Regions from separate parts of the Mus musculus genome. Here all the other regions are linked to region 3. Evidence: chromatin contacts called from public promoter capture Hi-C data. All regions are on one chromosome and are shown on one strand. Each heading gives the region's core, a stretch centred on a gene start, on an enhancer-like site or on the middle of the called end of the contact. The rest is flanking DNA. Distances are from core to core; before and after follow the strand shown.

The links. Promoter capture Hi-C pulls out the DNA fragments that hold promoters and counts their contacts.
Region 1: a contact with region 3 is called in a promoter capture Hi-C map of hippocampal neurons, with 3 times the contacts expected there. The contact joins the promoter of Cibar1 here to the promoter of 2610301B20Rik in region 3. A contact is called at or near these places in 3 of 39 promoter capture datasets (hippocampal neurons and liver).
Region 2: a contact with region 3 is called in a promoter capture Hi-C map of pre-B cells. The contact joins the promoter of Pdp1 here to the promoter of 2610301B20Rik in region 3. A contact is called at or near these places in 5 of 39 promoter capture datasets (the C10 cell line, liver and pre-B cells), 1 of 484 Hi-C or Micro-C datasets (CD4 T cells) and 1 of 115 datasets of contacts at active chromatin or transcription factors (large pre-B cells).
Region 4: a contact with region 3 is called in a promoter capture Hi-C map of liver, with 4 times the contacts expected there. The contact joins the promoter of Tmem67 here to the promoter of 2610301B20Rik in region 3. A contact is called at or near these places in 2 of 39 promoter capture datasets (both in liver), 2 of 115 datasets of contacts at active chromatin or transcription factors (large pre-B cells and neural progenitor cells) and 1 of 9 other capture datasets (liver).

What each region holds. Positions count from the first base shown.
Region 1 is chr4:12,170,436-12,174,590 of GRCm38.p6, forward strand. Cibar1 (CBY1 interacting BAR domain containing 1) reads right to left here and starts at 1,580. Exons shown (of 9, transcript NM_026558.5): 1 at 1,263-1,580; 2 at 549-783. The coding sequence starts at 1,495. Gm46846 (a long non-coding RNA gene) reads left to right here and starts at 3,598. Exons shown (of 2, transcript XR_001784247.2): 1 at 3,598-4,155.
Region 2 is chr4:11,963,642-11,968,027 of GRCm38.p6, forward strand. It overlaps Pdp1 (pyruvate dehyrogenase phosphatase catalytic subunit 1), which reads right to left and starts at 2,809. Exons shown (of 3, transcript NM_001098230.1): 1 at 2,661-2,809; 2 at 1,973-2,007. The coding sequence starts at 2,003. It overlaps 1700123M08Rik (RIKEN cDNA 1700123M08 gene), which reads left to right and starts at 2,933. Exons shown (of 5, transcript NR_040577.1): 1 at 2,933-3,042.
Region 3 is chr4:10,873,038-10,877,202 of GRCm38.p6, forward strand. 2610301B20Rik (RIKEN cDNA 2610301B20 gene) reads left to right here and starts at 1,461. Exons shown (of 6, transcript NM_026005.3): 1 at 1,461-1,735. The coding sequence starts at 1,578. n-TSaga9 (a tRNA gene) reads left to right here and starts at 1,027; the gene lies at 1,027-1,108.
Region 4 is chr4:12,086,357-12,091,076 of GRCm38.p6, forward strand. It overlaps Tmem67 (transmembrane protein 67), which reads right to left and starts at 1,601. Exons shown (of 28, transcript NM_177861.5): 1 at 1,359-1,601. The coding sequence starts at 1,581. Rbm12b2 (RNA binding motif protein 12 B2) reads left to right here and starts at 3,014. Exons shown (of 4, transcript NM_198957.2): 1 at 3,014-3,167; 2 at 3,307-3,371.

The sequences.
Region 1 (4,155 bases), core at 330-2,829, 1.3 Mb after region 3:
GCAGTATTAAGAAAAGACTGTATTTTAGAAAGATCTCCCAAGAGCAAAGCTCTGGTCACTCAAAGCAAACACACAGCCAGCCTCTCAGCTGTATCACTTGTGTTATAAATCATAGCTTTCCGATTTCGTTCGACTTTCAAACCATGGGAAAATCAGCAACGTGTAGCCCATTTATTAGTACTTTGTGATTTTGTCATTTTCAGCATTTCCATTTCTAGTCATTCTTTAAAACGCACTTGGCCCACACAGGCCATACAGGTGCTTTTCTTCTGCACGACTGCTATATAGGTTACCTTTTCTGGATGCATGTTCCCTGTTACCCTGTTGGCAAATGCAGTGGTAAACTCAGACTTCAACCACACCTGACGTTTAGTTTGAAAGCTATCAGGTCACAGAAAGGTTCCATATAGCGAACCCACACTGTTACAGACAGGAAAGGCATTTATCAAGGGTACATTCACCACTGCTGGGTAGGTTACAACGAAAAGTCCACAATTTTTACACACTTTGTAGGAATTTGGCTATGACACCAGAACCTCACTTCATACCTCTGCCTGGCGATAATCTTGAAGTTTGGCAAACTCATCAGCAAAGTCTTTCAGACCCTGCTTTAAATTTGGTGTCTCGGTAGAGGCATACAGGTTGATTTCGTTCACTAGGAGGTCGGCTTTGTCTCGAAGCCTGGCAGTTTTCCGTACATAAGCAGCAAAGATTTGGCAAAGCTCTCCAAAATGCTTCTCCACATTTGTGACAGCATCCTGCAGTTGTTTTGTTTGAGCATCTCTAGAAAAAGGAGACACAGAACACTGTTCTTAAAACAGTAAGAAGGTGCCCCGTTAATTTTACGTGCAAACATTCCCGGGCCTCCCTAAAGCCCTGAAGGGCAACATTCCCAACTCTTCCAGAGGCCCGCGCCTTCTCTAGGACCTCACGCAGGCTCTGGTCCTGCCTAGAACCTTGCAGGCCCGGGAAAGGGCCCGGGCCTGGTGGGCCGAGAAGGGGCGGCGCTGCTGCGGCCTGGGCACCTGCGGCCTCCCGGGCTCTGTACCGCGGCAGGGCCCGGCCCAGCTCAGGGGGACCGATCGGCCGGGAGACTCTCTCGGCCCGGCACTCGCCTCATCCGGGTGGACGGACTGCAGAGCGCCACGGGGACCGTGCGGCCTCCTCCCGCCCCAACCGGCTTCCAGGCCCTCGGCCCGGCTCCTCTCTCCCACCCGGCCCTTTCCTTCGGGCAGCCTGCACGACGAGGCCCCGGCGGTTACCGCTCATCCAGATTGCGCCTCAACATCTTGCCTTTCCCGCCGCCCGGGACCCAGGATGGGAGCCCAACGAGCGCGGCTCCGGGCCGCCAGGGCGCGCGGGAGCAGGCGACGCCGCCACTTCTACCGGGAGCTGAGAGCGCGCAGTGCGCGCCGCCCCGCCTGCCCGGCGTTTCCGTGGCGACGCGGCGCGCGCCCCGGCGGTCAAGAGCAGGGCAAGGGAGACCAGAGGGCATGGGGCAGAGGGAACACCAAGCATCCTCCTTCAGCTCCTGCAGCTCTCTAGCCCTCCCAGGCTTCTGGGAGCGAAGGAGGAAAACCAACCCACCAGCAACCGGAAGGGGTACAGGAAAATAAAGGTGAACGGGGTTCAGACTTAATGCGAAGCTTGTCCCTGTGCTTCTCTGTTGAATGAGACAACGTGTGGGCTCGTGGAAGCTGCCTTTGGAAAAGAACCGCTCTATAAGTTAGATTTCTATAGCTGTGATGAGACCCCGACAAAAATCAAGTTGAGGAGGAAAGGATTTCTTTGGCTGACATATCCCAAGTCACAGTTCTTTAAGGAACTCAGGGCAGGAACCTGGAGGCAGGAATTGAAGCAGAGGCCATGTAGCAACACTGCTGGCTGGCCTATTTGATTGACTTTCTTATATACCCCAGGACCTCTTGCACAGGGGCAATACTGTCTACCCTTCCATGTCAATCATCAATCAAGAAAACAGCCTACAGGTCAATCTGATAGGGACATTTTCTGAATGTTCCCTCTTCTCGGGTAACTCTAACTTTGGTCAAATTAACCAAACAGAAACAAACAAACAACAATAACAACAATAAAAATAAGAACAGTAACAACAAAACAGAAACAGAAAAAAAAGCACACCAGTGCTTACTCCCTCATCTTTACTGGTCTTTAATGCCATCTGTTCCCCCTCTTGCAGGTAACTGAGTTTCTACTTTGTGAAAAAGATTGTTAGACCCAGTCGAGGTATGGGCCTGAATGAAGGTTCCCCAATTGGAAGAGTCACAGATAACCCAGAGCCTTCCTCTAGCTTCTGAGAGGGAGTCTTCTCTTCCGAGTGAACTTGGGGTCCAACTTCAAGCTTTGTCTACTTCTCAAATGCCCATAATTTCTGAGAATAAAGTCTTTGCTCTTACAGTGCTCACAGCCTTGGTGGAATGATAAAGCTAGCCAAACAGTCAAACACATATAACACAGCCCAGAAATGTGCTACCGTGTCAGGTTTCGTTGTATAAACAAATTATAAGGCCTAGTGGCTTCCACAACTCCACTAGTCAGTTTAGGATTCTGTAAACGACACAGATGGTTCTTCTTTGGTTCTGTTCAGCTAGGTTCTTTCCTGCCTTTCCAGGTGGCGAGTCTGTTACTAGCAGTATAATTTCACTAAATGCTATGGTGCTGAGCAAATAAGTTCTGCAATTGGGAGGTAGGGAGCCAGATGTGTCCAACCCCACCCCCTAAAAGCTCATCTTAAGACCAGTAGGAGTAAGAATTGCTCCCTCCTTGTTCTGGGCCTGCATGCCATGGTAGTGCATGTATCCTTGTGACCCACACCTCTACCACCATTGAGGTAGTCACATAGCCTGGTGGCTACATTACAGGCTTAAGCACCTGGAATTCCTCTTCATGCAGATGAAGCATTCCCAGTACCTCAGTACCAACCAATAATGTACACTCACCCTGAAAAATACCTACCCACTACCCAAGGTTTATATAGCCCTTATTTTCCTCAAATAAAGAGAGCTGTAACTCTGGAAAAACGTCCAGCCAACAGAGTTCCTGCAGACCCAGGACCCACCCTGTCTGGTGATTCTTCATTTTTTCCAATCCAGCCTAGTGCAAAACAGTGCCTGAGTACCCTGAAGGCTGAAGCAGAACTGGCCAATTTGAATATGGTTTGAGTGTTCTCAAAGAGTACATGACGCAGAGGCTTGGTTTGCTCTTTAATGTATGGTGAGAGGTGTGGACATTTAGAGAGCAGCCTAAAAGCCATGGAGACTACCGCTCTTGGAAGGGATTAAGGTGTGTGTGGTTGTTTGTTTGTTTGTTTGTTTGTTTTTTTGAGTCTCTTATTATTAGTTTCTGGAAAGGTTATAGACCAGAGTCTTACCCCACCTGGATGTGACTTTTTCCATCTATACCTGTTGCTACCATCATGACCAAATCCACTATATGAAGTCTATCAGAGCAGAGCTACTAGCCAGAATTGTGAACCAAATCAACATGTATTTGTATACACTTGTCAGCCTGAAGTATTTTTGAAAGATTTATTTATTTATTTATTTATTTATTTATTTATTATGTTTATGTGAATGCCTCTTGAGTTTATATGCACCTTGTGTGCACAGGAAGGCCAGAGAAAGGTTTCCCTGGAACTGGAGTTGCAGGCTGTTGTGAGCCACCATGTCGGTTCTGGGAATGAAACGAACATCTGCACGAGCAATAAGCCCTCATAACTTCTGATCCACTGCTTCAGCCCACTAGCCACAGGTATTTTATGATGATAATATAAAGTAGACAGATACAGGTGGCCTAACATGCCATGCATGCAGCAGGGAACCTGTCAGCTGAGGCAACATGCCTTTTATTTTCCACCAGGTCAGCCTGGATTCTTCAGATAGCTTCTTTCTAAACTGGCCAGCAAGACATGGCAAGTCCCATTGTACACATGCTTTTAAAGTGTCTGCCTAATTATCATGGATTCCTAGGTACTATTGGTTGATACAAGTTACATGGTCCACATTAAAATTGCACACTAATTATCACGGGCCCAGGGAGTGGTTGCTTCTGTTTGTTATTCCATGTATCAGTTGGACCTTCATGGCACCAAGAGAACATGTGCTTACAACAGAGCTTCGGTTTGACCTCACTGAAGAA
Region 2 (4,386 bases), core at 1,559-4,058, 1.1 Mb after region 3:
ACTAAGGATAGAATTTTAAGTATCTCAGTGTTAGTTTTATATTAAACAATTTTCTCGTACTTTTTGGTAGGCCATTCAGGAAGTAAAAAGAAAAAATGAGGGAAGAGAAAAAATCAAACACTGGAAATTGACAGATTTGTGTCTGCTTTTGTAGAGAGCACCAAATATACAAGTTGGACAGAATGTCTTTCGTATGTAGTAAAGTATTAGACTACCCAAGAAGAGATTTGTTTCTAAAGACAAAAGTACAAAATAGCAAGAACTAGAAATTTTGGAATTAGAGTCTATAAATAAGGCTTCTGAAATGAAAAAAAAATTCTAACAACAAAAAATTTACCAGGACTAACCACCTAAATAACAGTTCAAACTGAATACCTGAATGTCATCCAAAGGTTAAGGGTACATGTCTGAGCCAGGAGATGTGTACAAATATGCCAATCACACTAGCTTGTGGGTATAAACCCATACCTTTTTCATGCATGTATGCACAAAAAGCTGTTTTTATGCTGCAAATGTTATCATTAGAAACTAAAATGTAAGTGCAATTTTAATGGAAGTACATTTTTTTCAGACATCTGTAAGTTTGTATTACTTTAAAAACAATGTGAGAGTGGGGGTGATGGCAAAGGTCCAACCATTTAAAAACATCTACTCAAGGCATAAGAAGCCTAGGACCCTTTCCCTTTCCTTAAGTTCCCGTGTTTTGATAGATTTTCTGCTTTTAAAGTCGATTAAAAATGAGTGAAATCTGGTGACAAAGAGCTTCATGCAGCAGGTGCTCTGAATATTTAAATTCAAACACTACATCTTTTTTCTTCACAGCAAAAGTATTTGAGATTAAACGTCAAAATAACAGAGTACGCATGAGTTTTTTCAATTATTTTCTTTTCAGTTATTCAGAGCTTAGCATATGATTGCATTCCAATTCTTCATCTCTTAACATGCTTTCAAAAGGCATATTCTTAGGGAAGCTGAGTTCATGGAAACCTGCTCTATAACTAATAAGCATTCTACCAGGTCAGTACCAATTATATAGTATTTCCATCCGACCAGAGACAGCTACAAGTCAATACACTATTAAATGCTTCTGACATGATGTATAAGGAAGATGAAAATTCTTAATATCCTTCTAAACACCCTGTAATTCAACAAAAAAAAAAACAACACTCTGTGCTGATAAACTTGCTAAATTAACAAAATAGAAGCCTCCTGATTAGGCAATAAGAATTTCAAAGTAGCTGTTGGTTAACTTGAGCAATCTCACTTTCTTTTTATTTATTTATTTTTTAAAGTTCATACACCATCATGGCCCACACTTGGCAACATTGTACGTATCAGTCTTGGGCAGATTTGGCTGATGTTGCCAATGAGTAATAAAAAGGTGCGCGCGCCGGAACCAGAAACAGAAAGAGCCCCATCCATTCTTTGTGGTGTGCTGGGCAAAGCCTGTGTCAAGATTTTATTCCACTTAATCAATAAACCCATGGACCAAATCGATTAGAAAAATGCTACTGGTGCGCCTACTCTGGAGCTTCTCGGTCTTGCAAAGATTCTAACGCAAATGAAAATAAATACTACACTTTTCATTACACGTATCAGAACCTCCGTTTATGTAATCTGATTGCATTAAACGCCCTGCATTAAGATTTGTAATTTTTCAGCATTTTCTGGAAACGCCTAGCCATTTCACAGCTCAAGTTCAGTGTCTACAAGAATGAAGAAAAGCCATTATCCTTAAAACACAAAGAACCAAACCAGCACTTGTTTGGTCAGTTTCGTGTGTCCCAGAATATCACACTTAAGCTATCAAAAAATAAAAATAAAAATAAAATCTGGTCCAGAGCGCCTTTGTCTCCTTTTCCTTATCTCACCCTTTAATTCCATGAGGACCCCTAGAGCCATCCATTCATACACAAAATCAGTCACCATCCTTCCCTGGGTACCCAACACAGGTAGTTATGTGAATACCTACCAATTCGTCTGGGCCCGGGACACACACACATTCTCCTGTCATCACAACACGGAGCCGACAACATCCACAACCCGCGCGGACAGCAGCAGCGACAGCAGCAGCGGCCCATTGAAAGCAAAGCAGAGATGCTCATTAGAGGAGGCGGCGGCGGGGAGGCGGGAGCGGAGGAGGGGCGAGGTCTCGCAGCAGCCCAGTGAATGGGCTGGGAGGGGAGGAGAGAATGGAGGGGGGAGAAAGGGGAGGGGAGAAGAAGAAACCAAACAAACCCACCCGGCAGGCGAGGCGGCATCACAGCCCCCGGCGGGCAACTCCAGGAGCCCGGACAGGCGCACCGCCGCCGCTCCATGCAGCCAGCGCACCGAGCCCACAAGCACTCAGCATCTTCAGGCCCGCCCGGCCCCACGCCGCGCCCGCTTCCGCAGAGCTCCAGGCACAGCCCGCCGTGGGCAGCCGGCTCCGCCACGCGGGGCCAAGCGTGTCAGCGGGGAGCCGAGGCAGACACGCCCGGGCCACAGCGGGCGCCCCGCGCGCTGACAGCCGGGTGCCGCCCGGGACCCGCGGCAGCTCCTCGCGACCGAGGCTCCGCGCGCACCCGGCCCTCCACCCGCGGCCGCTCCCCACGCGCGCCCTCCACTTCACCGCCCTGACGCCCCCTCACGACTCGGCAGCGGTGGACGAGGATACCAACCGGGCACAGTCGAGCACCCGCTGCGGTCTGCCCCGGGTGGCGGCCGCACCCCTCCGTGCGCGTCCTTCCCTCACTCAGCACCACGCAGCACCCCGGCGCGCTGCAGCTCGGCCCAGGCCAGCCCACTCCGCGCCCCTGCCTCGCCCGGCCTCCACCCTGCCCCGCCCCCACAGGCGCTCTTGAGCTCTTCGCCTTCTGATTGGCTGCGCAATGGCGGGTGGGCGGGACCCGGAGGGCCAGAGGGGCGGGGGGCGGAAGAGGGCGCGCTCCCCGCCAGTTTTGTGACGTCACGGAGGTCAGACAATCCCTTCCATTTGGCGCGGCTAGCCTATTGGTTCCACGCGTGCGCGCGCCCCGTGACCACGCCCTGTTGCTGGTGAAGGTGGGTTTGCGCGTGCCGCGAGGTGGACAGCCTTGGTTGGGTTGCGTTTGGACTCCCAGATGGGGAAGCGCCTGGGCGGGATCCAGCATCCCTGAGCGCGTGGCGCTTTGGTAGCCAGTTGCTTCCTGGCGGGCGGGCTTTCGCGAATGCCTGGCACTTCTGCTGGGCCCCGCGTGCTGCTCTGGGCTGGCCTGAGAGCCAAGCCTCCTCTGCACTGGGCTGCCCCAGGTAGACCGCGGGAACAACACAATTGAGGCGTGGCAGAGCGTCTCGGCGGTGTCTCGCTTCATTCATTCAAGATCAAGTTGCTGATTTTAGGGTTATTAGGTCGGATTGATAGTCAATTATTTTTATGTCTCCGGGCTAGGAAGCTGTAAACAAAAGCAAAAGGAAGTTTGATGAAGGAATTCTTATCTTTGTAGATAAGAATAACACGAGTGCTCTTGTTCTTGGAAGGACTTTGAAATCAGCATTCCCTCCTTGGTCCCTGACTCATTCAGAGTTATGAATTTTAAAATGCAGCCAGTGAAAGTGGGAAGAGCACTGAACTTGGAGTCAGAAGAGCCTTTCAAGTTATTCCCAGTGACAAAAATCCATCTTCCTCCCATGAGACTCAGTTTGCCTATCTGTGGGGTGAGGTTAGGCTTAAGATGTGCTAAACAACACACTAAGGGTTCTTGCTGCCATCTGCGGTTGTCTCTTTATGGGACAGTGCCTTCTTCACTTACCTACATCCACATAGATGCCATCTTCATGACATGAAACTTTCTTGGGAGAAGCTATGCTTCTGCCCAGTGTTAATGAGTTTACGTTGATTTATTCTACACCTTATTAACTAATAAAGTTTACAAAGTAATTTGGACTAGATAGATGAACTCCCAAGTTTACTGTGAAATTTTATTAATCCTGAAGTATTTAAATTTTTATGTAATAAAGGAAAAACCTTATATAACCAAACCTGCAATTCATAATTCCCCAAATCTTTCAAGCTGCCTCTATTTCTAAACTGGAGAATTTGCTCATCCCCAGAAGAGGCTTACGGGCAGAGATGATTGGTGAGGGGGAAAATATAGGTACCTTTCCCCAACCAAGAACAAACAAGCCAAGATCCCCATCAGTCCCCTGCCTTCCCCTCTTGGAGAAGAGATACATTTATCCTCTCCTAACAACAATCAAGATTAGCCATTTCTACTTAGAGACAGTCCCAATATATCTGATGCAAGGGTTTAGTTTGGTGTGTACACAGTAAGGCAAGAGTGTATCCTCAGCGTTTTAGGGAGAATGCCATATTCCCGGACTTTGCCTATGCATAGTTGACTGTGTGTCTAATTAATGTCAGGTGCA
Region 3 (4,165 bases), core at 211-2,710:
CAGGCTCGACAGCAGCAAGGCCACGCAGAGAAACAGCTAGAGTTTGCCAGACATTACCTTTGTTTTACTATAACATTACATTTTAAGTAATGGTTGCACTCAACAATAGGCCGCCAAAAAAAAAAAAAAAAAAAAAAAAAAAAAAAAAAAAAAACCATCATCCTTCCAAAGGCTTCTGGTGAGCTGTTACCTACCATTTTTATATTGCGCACCGTTACATGTTGCTCCTCGGGAAATTTAAAACTATTTTGAACGAATTAAGTAAATGAAACTAACAAATCACCTGGCTCAGATGTCTGCCGAACTCAGAGTGCCGACTTCTTGGCTAATACAACTTTAGAAATGCAATGTGCTCGCTATGTTCATGAAGCGGTGCTGTGATCTAGGTCTGTGTTACAAACCGACTCCAGGGAGGCTGAGGTAGGAGAGACCTCAAGTTCTAAGGCTAGCCCAGGCTATATAGATATGACTGCCTGCTCAAACCATAAGAATTGAAAATACTGTGGGGGCTTGTTTTGTTTGTTTTGCTTTATTTTGTTTTGGGTTTTGCACCGTGGTTTATATTCTTTTTCAAAGTAGTGCTTCATATCCTGGTGAGACAGTCTTGCGATTCATAAATTGATAGGAATCACTATTTTATTGGTAATGAGAGAAAAACGGTCTAGGAGCTGCTTGTCAAAGGAAAACTAGAAGTGTGCGGGGAAGCTGGGAGGCTGGCCAGAGGTCCTGCAATTCCAGTCTCTCTACTGCAAATGCCTCTATCAATAAGAAAGTAGCCGGGGCCCCTCTCTCGCTTCTCTCCCTCCCTTTCTCCTCTCGACCGCACCCCCCCCCCCACCCCCCACTCTAGCTTTGAAGACTCAGCTCCAACACTTTTATGTCACAGAAAAGAGGGGCAGAATTCTTCAAAGCACAATGTTCGAATGTGCTTAAGCTTTTTCACTCCGATCCAAGCCAGCTTGAGTGCGGCATAAGTTTCCAATGCAGAGTCTACATAGAATCTTCCTGCCAAAATTAGCATCACCAGTAGTCGTGGCCGAGTGGTTAAGGCGATGGACTAGAAATCCATTGGGGTCTCCCCGCGCAGGTTCGAATCCTGCCGACTACGGAAGGGAATGTTTTTTGCCACCGAATGAATAATTTTGGATCTGCAGATTCCCCGATGAAACATACAGCCTGCCAAAGCGACCAGGGGTCGCCACGGGGTGGAAAGAGAGGCTGTTGGGGTGGAAAGAGAGACTGTTTGTGATCAGGCGCCGGAGCGGAGCGGGAGAGGTGAAGGGCAAAGCGGGCCCACAGGCTGCGTGGACGGCAAGGGAAGCGCTCCGGGCACGCAGGACCCACCGACAACATCCGCGGCGGCCGGCCTCAGCGGGTCCCCGGGCCTCGGGACCCCCTGCCACCGCGAGTGCGCGCCCGTCAGCGCCGCGGCAGCGCGCGCGCCCCCCGAGTCGCCCGGAGGTTTGCGCAGGCGCGGAAGGTTGTGGGGAACCCGCTCCCGGGCGCGTCGGTTTCTCGCGTTGCCGTGGAAACCACCGGCCAGCGAGGCTCGGGAGAGAAAGACGCGTCTGTTCAAGATGGCGAAGGACCTGGACGAACTTCTGGATGAAGTCGAGACCAAGTTCTGCAGACTCGACCCCTTGAGGCTGGACCTGGGTGAGCGGCCCAAAGGCGACGGCGGCGGCGGCTCGCACAGCGGCGACCGGAACGGAGCCCAGGAGAAAGAAACTCTCAGGTTAACGCAGGCGGGTGGACGGTTCTGCTACAGCCCTGCTCGGGGCGCCTAAGCCGGCCTCCGCCGCCGCGCGCCCCCGCGGCCTGGGCTACTGTCCTAGCCCTCGACGGCCCTCGGGTCACGGCTCAGACCCCGCCCCTGGGCGAGCCTGAGGGAGCTGAGACCCTACCTGACAGCCCTAACCTGACGTGGATCGGGGTGTCCCTCCCCTGAGACACGACAGGGCCACGCTGACCAGACCCACAGCGTTCTCATCGGCGAGGGGCCCTGACTGCAAATGTCGTGCCTCTCACGCCGTTACCAGGCAACCCTTAGGGAACCGGTAGGCCAGCTGTTAGAAGACCATTTTATTGTCTGATTTGTTTAAGCTCGAGGAGTTAGATGAGAGTATATTTAATTATTAAGAGTATCCATTGCAAATATCTGAATTAAATAAATTGCCCAGTTGCCTGCCATTCCCCGTGTCTCCAAAGTTAAGGGACCCAGCAAATGTCCTATTATATCCAGGTCGAAGTTTAAAGACACTTAAATCTTTGGGGATTTGAACAACAACAATAAAAAGCAGGCGTCGTTGCATTATCCTTTAAAGTGAGATCTTAGGCTCAGTAATAACTCCTGCTAGGACCTGCCGCTTGCCTAGACCATTGGGGGAAAGGCTGGTGTTTCTTCCATTAATGTATAAGGTATTACTTTGCAGTGTTTGCTTTGTGTTTGGCTTGGTTTTGTTCCTTTGTGGTTGGAGAGAATTTGTCAGGCCTTTTCATCTTGGAACCAACATAAAGAAGCTTAGACTGTCTCCACACTGAAAGGATGGCCATTTCTGTGGCTTCTCCCCAGCCATGTGATCTTTCCTGCCTGTGTCTGACTACCAGACTCCACCCACACCCTCCTCTCCCTGCCCCCACCTTAGCACATTTATAATGCCTAAAGTGAATCACAACTGTTATCACTTGTGTTAAACTTTTTATCAGGGACAATGATTAGAAGTTGTGCAAAAAACAACAGCAAATACCCTAAGCCAAGTTTTAAATACAGTTCCTTTCTGGTATGGAATGCCATCACTGAAGTTTTACACTAAGCCAAAGGAAATCATTTGTGAGTTTATGAACAGACCACCTGCTGGTTGCATGGCTTAACTTACCATCTCTAGATGATAGCTGTGATAATAATTGCTAATGTTTACTTCTCTCTGTGCTAAGTCCCCGATATGGGTTACCCCTATCGCCCAATGAGGTGAATGGTGTTCTCTCTTCATTCACCAAATCTAGGTGGCCTGATAGCGTTGGTCTAAGAATGAGTTTGAGGCTCAGCTGGGTAATTTAGTAAGACCAGGTTTCAACTAAATAATACTCATCATCATCTTCTTAGTAATTCATCTGTCTCAAGGCCAGCCTGGTCTACAGAGTAAGTTCCAGGATAGCCAAGGCTACACAGAGAAATCCTGTCTCAAAAAGTAAACCAAAAAAAAAATTCATCTGCTTCTTGAACTTCTTGAATTATATGAGAAAAGAGCCTAGACAGTCTGTCGTCAAAACCAAAGAAGAGTCTCATGGGAGCGTCTCTGTAGTTGGGGCCCAGTGGGACAGACACACCGTTAACCCCAGAGGCAGAGGCAGACTCAGCTCTGAGTGATAGGCCACCCAGGGTTGGAACTGAGAAACCTGAAAGTAATTATTTGAGGTAAGAATTCCCTGTAGTTGACAGATACAGAGATGAGTCCAGAGATAGAGCATTACGCCTGAAAGCAGTTTGAAAGATACTGTTTTAGTAGATAAAGTATTGATATTCAAAGAAACTAAAGCACTTGAATAAGATCAGTATTTCTAGACTAGTGATGATTTTGCAGTGACATGAGTTCTTATGGTTACCACAACTGGAAAAAAGTATACTTTAGGCATCTAGCAGGTAGATAGGAACCCTGTAAAATAGCCTAGACAGGCCAATAGTGCTTCCTCTCGACATACAGGACTTATGTGACCCCAAATGTCAGTAGCTGTAAGATTGAGGAAACCATGGGTGTTGCTGATACTAAAGCAATGGATATAGGCTACTCCAGTTGTGAGTAAGAAAGAGTGGCAGCTTCAAGGGACAGTTTTATAGAGTGATGGGAGTGGGGGTGATGGTTTGTTTAGAAGAGAGTCTTTAGCATAGTTCTAAAGCGAAGGGAAATACCAGTGTAGGCAGTGAAAGACATGAAGGATAAAAGTGAGAGAAGGGGCAGCCACAAAGGTAAAGCCTGGAGGTATTGGGTTAACCATTCGGTACGAGGGATACATCCTCATGTTAGGGCTTCAAAGTAAATACACTTCTAAAGAATTGGAACCAAAAAAATGGCCCAGTAAATTTCTAAAGTTGAGTAACAGTGTCCACAATGTAAAAACTTTAGGAACAGTTGTCCCATAACATGTAAGTATGTGAACTGCCCTTTAT
Region 4 (4,720 bases), core at 351-2,850, 1.2 Mb after region 3:
TGGAGAAAAAAACAGGACCTACCTAATAGGGTCAAAGTTTAGAAATATGTCTGGCATCATGTTGCTACTTTTTAAACTGCAATTATTATTGAACTATGAAAACTACTTACTTGCTCTAGGAATTACATTTCTGCATCACTAAACCATATGTATGTGTGTTTAGTGAGTTTTAATTTTGTCAATATCTTATTGGAAAATTGCTTTCATTCAAATACTCTTTCTCTAGAAAGAAAATAAATGTTGTTTGTAATTACAAGTAGACTCAGCTAGTTAAAGAAAGAATTCTCTAAGGACTAAGTAGAGCCAGCACCTGTAGGAGTCTATGTACAACACACACGTCTTCATTCATTGTCATGAAAGCAATACAATGCAGAACACGTTTGCTCTTCACACTCCATCTTCTGACACAGTGATCCGCACTGCCTTAAGTGAGACTCTACCAGGCCTAAAGCAGGAGAGTTAACCAGTCTGAGATTCACAGCATTTTAGACTTCAGTAAATAGGAAAAGACTCATTCTGAGTAGTTAAGGGAGAACTAGACCAATCGATGCAATTAAGTCTAAAAGGACAATGTGAGCAAACAGAAGTCATCAACAATAAAAGGGACAGGTCCTAAGGGAATATGTAACCACAGATGCAAAGCCACGCGCTGGGAATGCAGAGGTAGAAAGTGAGGGAAGCCAGGTGTCCTGGCCCACGCCTTTAATCCCAGCACTCAGGAGGCAGAGGCAGGCGGATTTCTGAGTTCGAGGCCAGCCTGGCCTACAAAGTGAGAGTTCCAGGACAGCCAGGGCTACACAGAGAAACCCTGTGTCGAAAAACAAAACAAAACAAAAAACAAAAAAGAAAGTGAGGAAGAGACAAGAGTTCTCTTAGTTTCCAGTATATGTCACACAGATGTCACAACATCTCGGTTTCAGTTTCCTTTGCTTACAAAATCTGATTATAGTCACAGTTGCAAACAGCTTTAAATATCTTGAATTTGGAAGTAGAATTAATGGTCACAAGAGTTTACTAATTCACATTTCTTCCCTTGCTTTCCTGTCAGGGTACCTCACTAGACGCCTCAGGTTATTTCTTTTCTATTTCTATTCTACTTTTCTTAGGCGGCTTTCAGGTGCCATCCTAAGGATTCCCTGCCAGAGACTGACTCCGGGGAATGAGTTCCTGGAGGAGGGTAGGGTGGTGGCGCCTGGGTGACTGATCTCATTGTGTCAGCCGTATCCTCCCAGGAAACCCTTTCTTAGGTTTGATAGCTGTGCATTTTCTGAAACATTCTCCAAATAAAATGTCTGGAGTGCTGGCTGTCAGGAGTGCTTTATTTTGGTCAGAGTCCATCCACCCCCAAACCGCCTCACCTAGTGCATCCCGCCGCTGGTTGGCGCCACAGGGGGCACAGGAGAGCGCCGAGATGTCAAAGTACTGGTTGAAGTCGCAGGTCTCAGGCCGCCGGAAAGGGAAGGAGAAGATTTGTGCCCATGAGACTTCGCAGAGAACTAAGAGAAGGTAGGCGGTGCCAGTCCGGGATGAAGAACGAGATCTGACCGCCATGGCCGCCACAGGCCTTGTACGCGTCACCATGGTACCCATATCCTGGGTCCGCAGTCTCCAGCTCCCCAGCAGCCTCCTCGGTGAGTCCGCTGAGCTGATTGGACAACAGGGTTCAGAAAAAAAAAAAAAAAAAAAAAAAAAAACTCAACCTTGCGACGCCTGGTTGCTAGGTTACCACGCACGCGGGAAACAATGGATCAGACATATGCTAAATAAATTAGGGGCGGTTATTTAAAATGTATTTAAAACTCTGGGACGCAGTCAATTTACCGTGTCAGGAAATACTACTACAGCAATGGAAAATATATGGTTTTAGCACTTAAAAGTGTTTCATGAAAGTGGCAATCACACCTACATGACAGTTTACCCAGGGGATTAATTTTGACAACAAAGGAGGTGCCCTATGTTTTTACTTTTTTTGTTTGTTTTGTTCTGATTTTCGAGACAGGGTTTCTCTGTATAGTCCTGGCTGTCCTGGAACTCACTTTGTAGGCCAGGCTAGCCACGAACTCAGAAATCCCGCCTGCCTCTGCCTCTACAGTGCTGGGATTAAAGGCGTGCACCACCATGCCCGGCTTTGTTTTTACATTATTTAAAAAACACTAAGGGTAGGGATTGTTTCAAGTCCTGAGTTTGAGTTTTAGCAAAGCAATACAAACAGAAACCCTCATTGATTTTATATATAATACCTTTATGACAAAAGTCTAGGAGAAACCTTGCCTACTGAATCTTGATTTCATACTTTCTCTGTATTGTGCATAAAGCACCCTACATATACACCTCATCTCACTTGGTTTGAGAACCAAATTTGGATATACATGAATATTGCCTATTAAAGTGCACAGCCTTGCAGACTGTTAGCGCAACAATGCCTAATAAAAGCCTCATTCTCCCTTTCTCCCCTGTCCCTGGTTCTCCTCCCTCTCCCAGAGGATAACTCTATTTCCCATCCCAATAAACCCCCGACTGGAGAACTGCCACATAGTGTGATTGTTGGGAATTGTCACATACACCTAACAGCACAGTAATAAAAGGTTGAAGGGATGCTTTCTGTAATACATACTTTAGGTAAGGCAGCCCGAAGGCCTGTTGTAAATACAGCTTGCTTTTATCTGCCTATGCAACTGCCCTGTTTTTCTCAGGTTTAACAGAAATCACAGGAGAGGATGGAAAACTCTGCAGCTTTCCACTTCCAAAGCGGTTCATTATGATGAAAAGAAAAAAAAGAAACCTTTTTGATTTGTATATTTTACAATTGCCTCACATCCCCGCCCCCCAGTGGAAGTTTTCAGGGGTGGGTCAGGGGCTCACAGATTGCCTAGAAATAGAGCATGCACAAAACCATACTACACTGCAGAGAACAGCCTTCCTCACTCACACCCGCCAATCACTGTAACCGAAGCAGTACGTCTGCGCACGCGCGTTCAGAGCGCCAAGGGGTGGCTGGTTGGGCCTGGATTGCGCATGAGCAGAGAGACGGTGCATCGGTTTGTCCGGACCGGAGGGGAGTGTGGTCTCCATTTTCTTCCGGCCGTGTTGGGCCTGGTAGGCCGTGCGGAGACTGCGGCGTCGAGGAGCGTCCCTTCTCCGTTTGTGTGGTGTGTGGTGACTGCCCGGTGCGAAGCACTTCTCAGGATGCCGGGCATGGGGCAAGGGAGGGGGTGAGAGCCGGAAGCACGGGCGTGCTGGGCGGGGGGCGAGCGCGGCTGGTGCGGTTAGGGCGGCGCTCGCTGACCCCCGACTTCCTCCTGTCAGCCTCCGTGTGGCGGCGAGTGAGCTTCCTGGGATCTTGACAGCGAAAATCTCGGAGCAGCGCCTAGGTATTTCTTTTCTTTGCCATGTCCACGTTGGTAGCGGCGCGGGAAAGGCCGGTTTTCTCGGGCTGGAGGTGCGCAGAGCGGCGCGGTGAGGTTGGGAGCCAGTCCCCTCGGGCGAGCTGGGGTGGTGCGTTTGCCCTCAGGACCGCGGAGCGCAAAGGAACGCGGGTTGGGCGGTCCTGGTTAATCTGAAAGCCGTCGGGCACCGAGTCTGGGGGCAGTATCAGATCCGACCTAGGATGTTGGCCTGGCGCTAAAAGAAGGAAACTCTGATCGTTGGCTCGGAGCGTGGACTAAGTCGAATCGCAGTCTCCGGAGGATTTCCCCATCGATGATGATGGATAACGGGGGAAGCGTGTGTCCTGTGGAATCGTCTTCACTTAACGGTTCCTGACCCGGAACTATGGCCCTATGTGGTCATGACGCCTTTTTATTTTAAACATCTACATCATAAAAGGCAGATCTTATCAGAGGATATTTGTGGACTGAGGTAGATTTTCTGCAAGGAAAATTCTTATTTAGGATTTTAATGGTTCTTGATACTGGGTAGTAAGAACGTTGGAGGCACATAGTAAAACTTGTCTCTCTTGCCAGGTCTGGAAAATGGCTATGTTCGTTAAAATCAGCTCTTAAGTCCAGCCTACTGATGTCCTCTGCATCATGATTAAAAGATGCACACATAAGATCATTTATTTAAGGTGATCTAAATGGAAGGATGGCTTGGTAAAATTAGCAACGTTGATTAACTTATGTTTATCATTAAATGAAATTTCAAGGATCCCCTCCCTTTTCGTAGCAGTTCAATAGAGGCCTGACAGCAGTGGCATCACTAAACAACAGGGTTATTGTGTTGTTCGATATTTGTGCAATGGCATCCAAAACTAGGACAGGATAATTTGTGCTTTGACTTTGGAGCAGGCTGATGTGTCAGTAGACTTTCTGGAGATTGTAAGGAAATAGTGTATACTTTGAGTCTCTGAGATGTTCTCTTAGACGGTCCTGATTGTGGGCGAATGATACCTTACCCTGCTATGGCAAGGACATGAAAGTTTAAACATTAGCTTTTATTTGACAAATTAGAACAAACTTATGGTCCGTTGGATTGGAATTGAATCACTTCGTGCCTGTGAAACTGCTTAATGAAGAAGATTTTAGTTAAGACAAACAGAAAAGGTGATTATTAAGTCAGGATGTGTTGTGAGAGGCAACTTTAAATTGGTATGTGCTTTTTTCCTTGACTCTCTCAGAATTTATGTATTTGTAGCCGAATTCTTATCCTCGGGGTATATCGCTCTTTTTGGATTTGAAAAAGTTTAAAGACAGACAAGTTGAAATCAGCCAAGTCAGTTTCC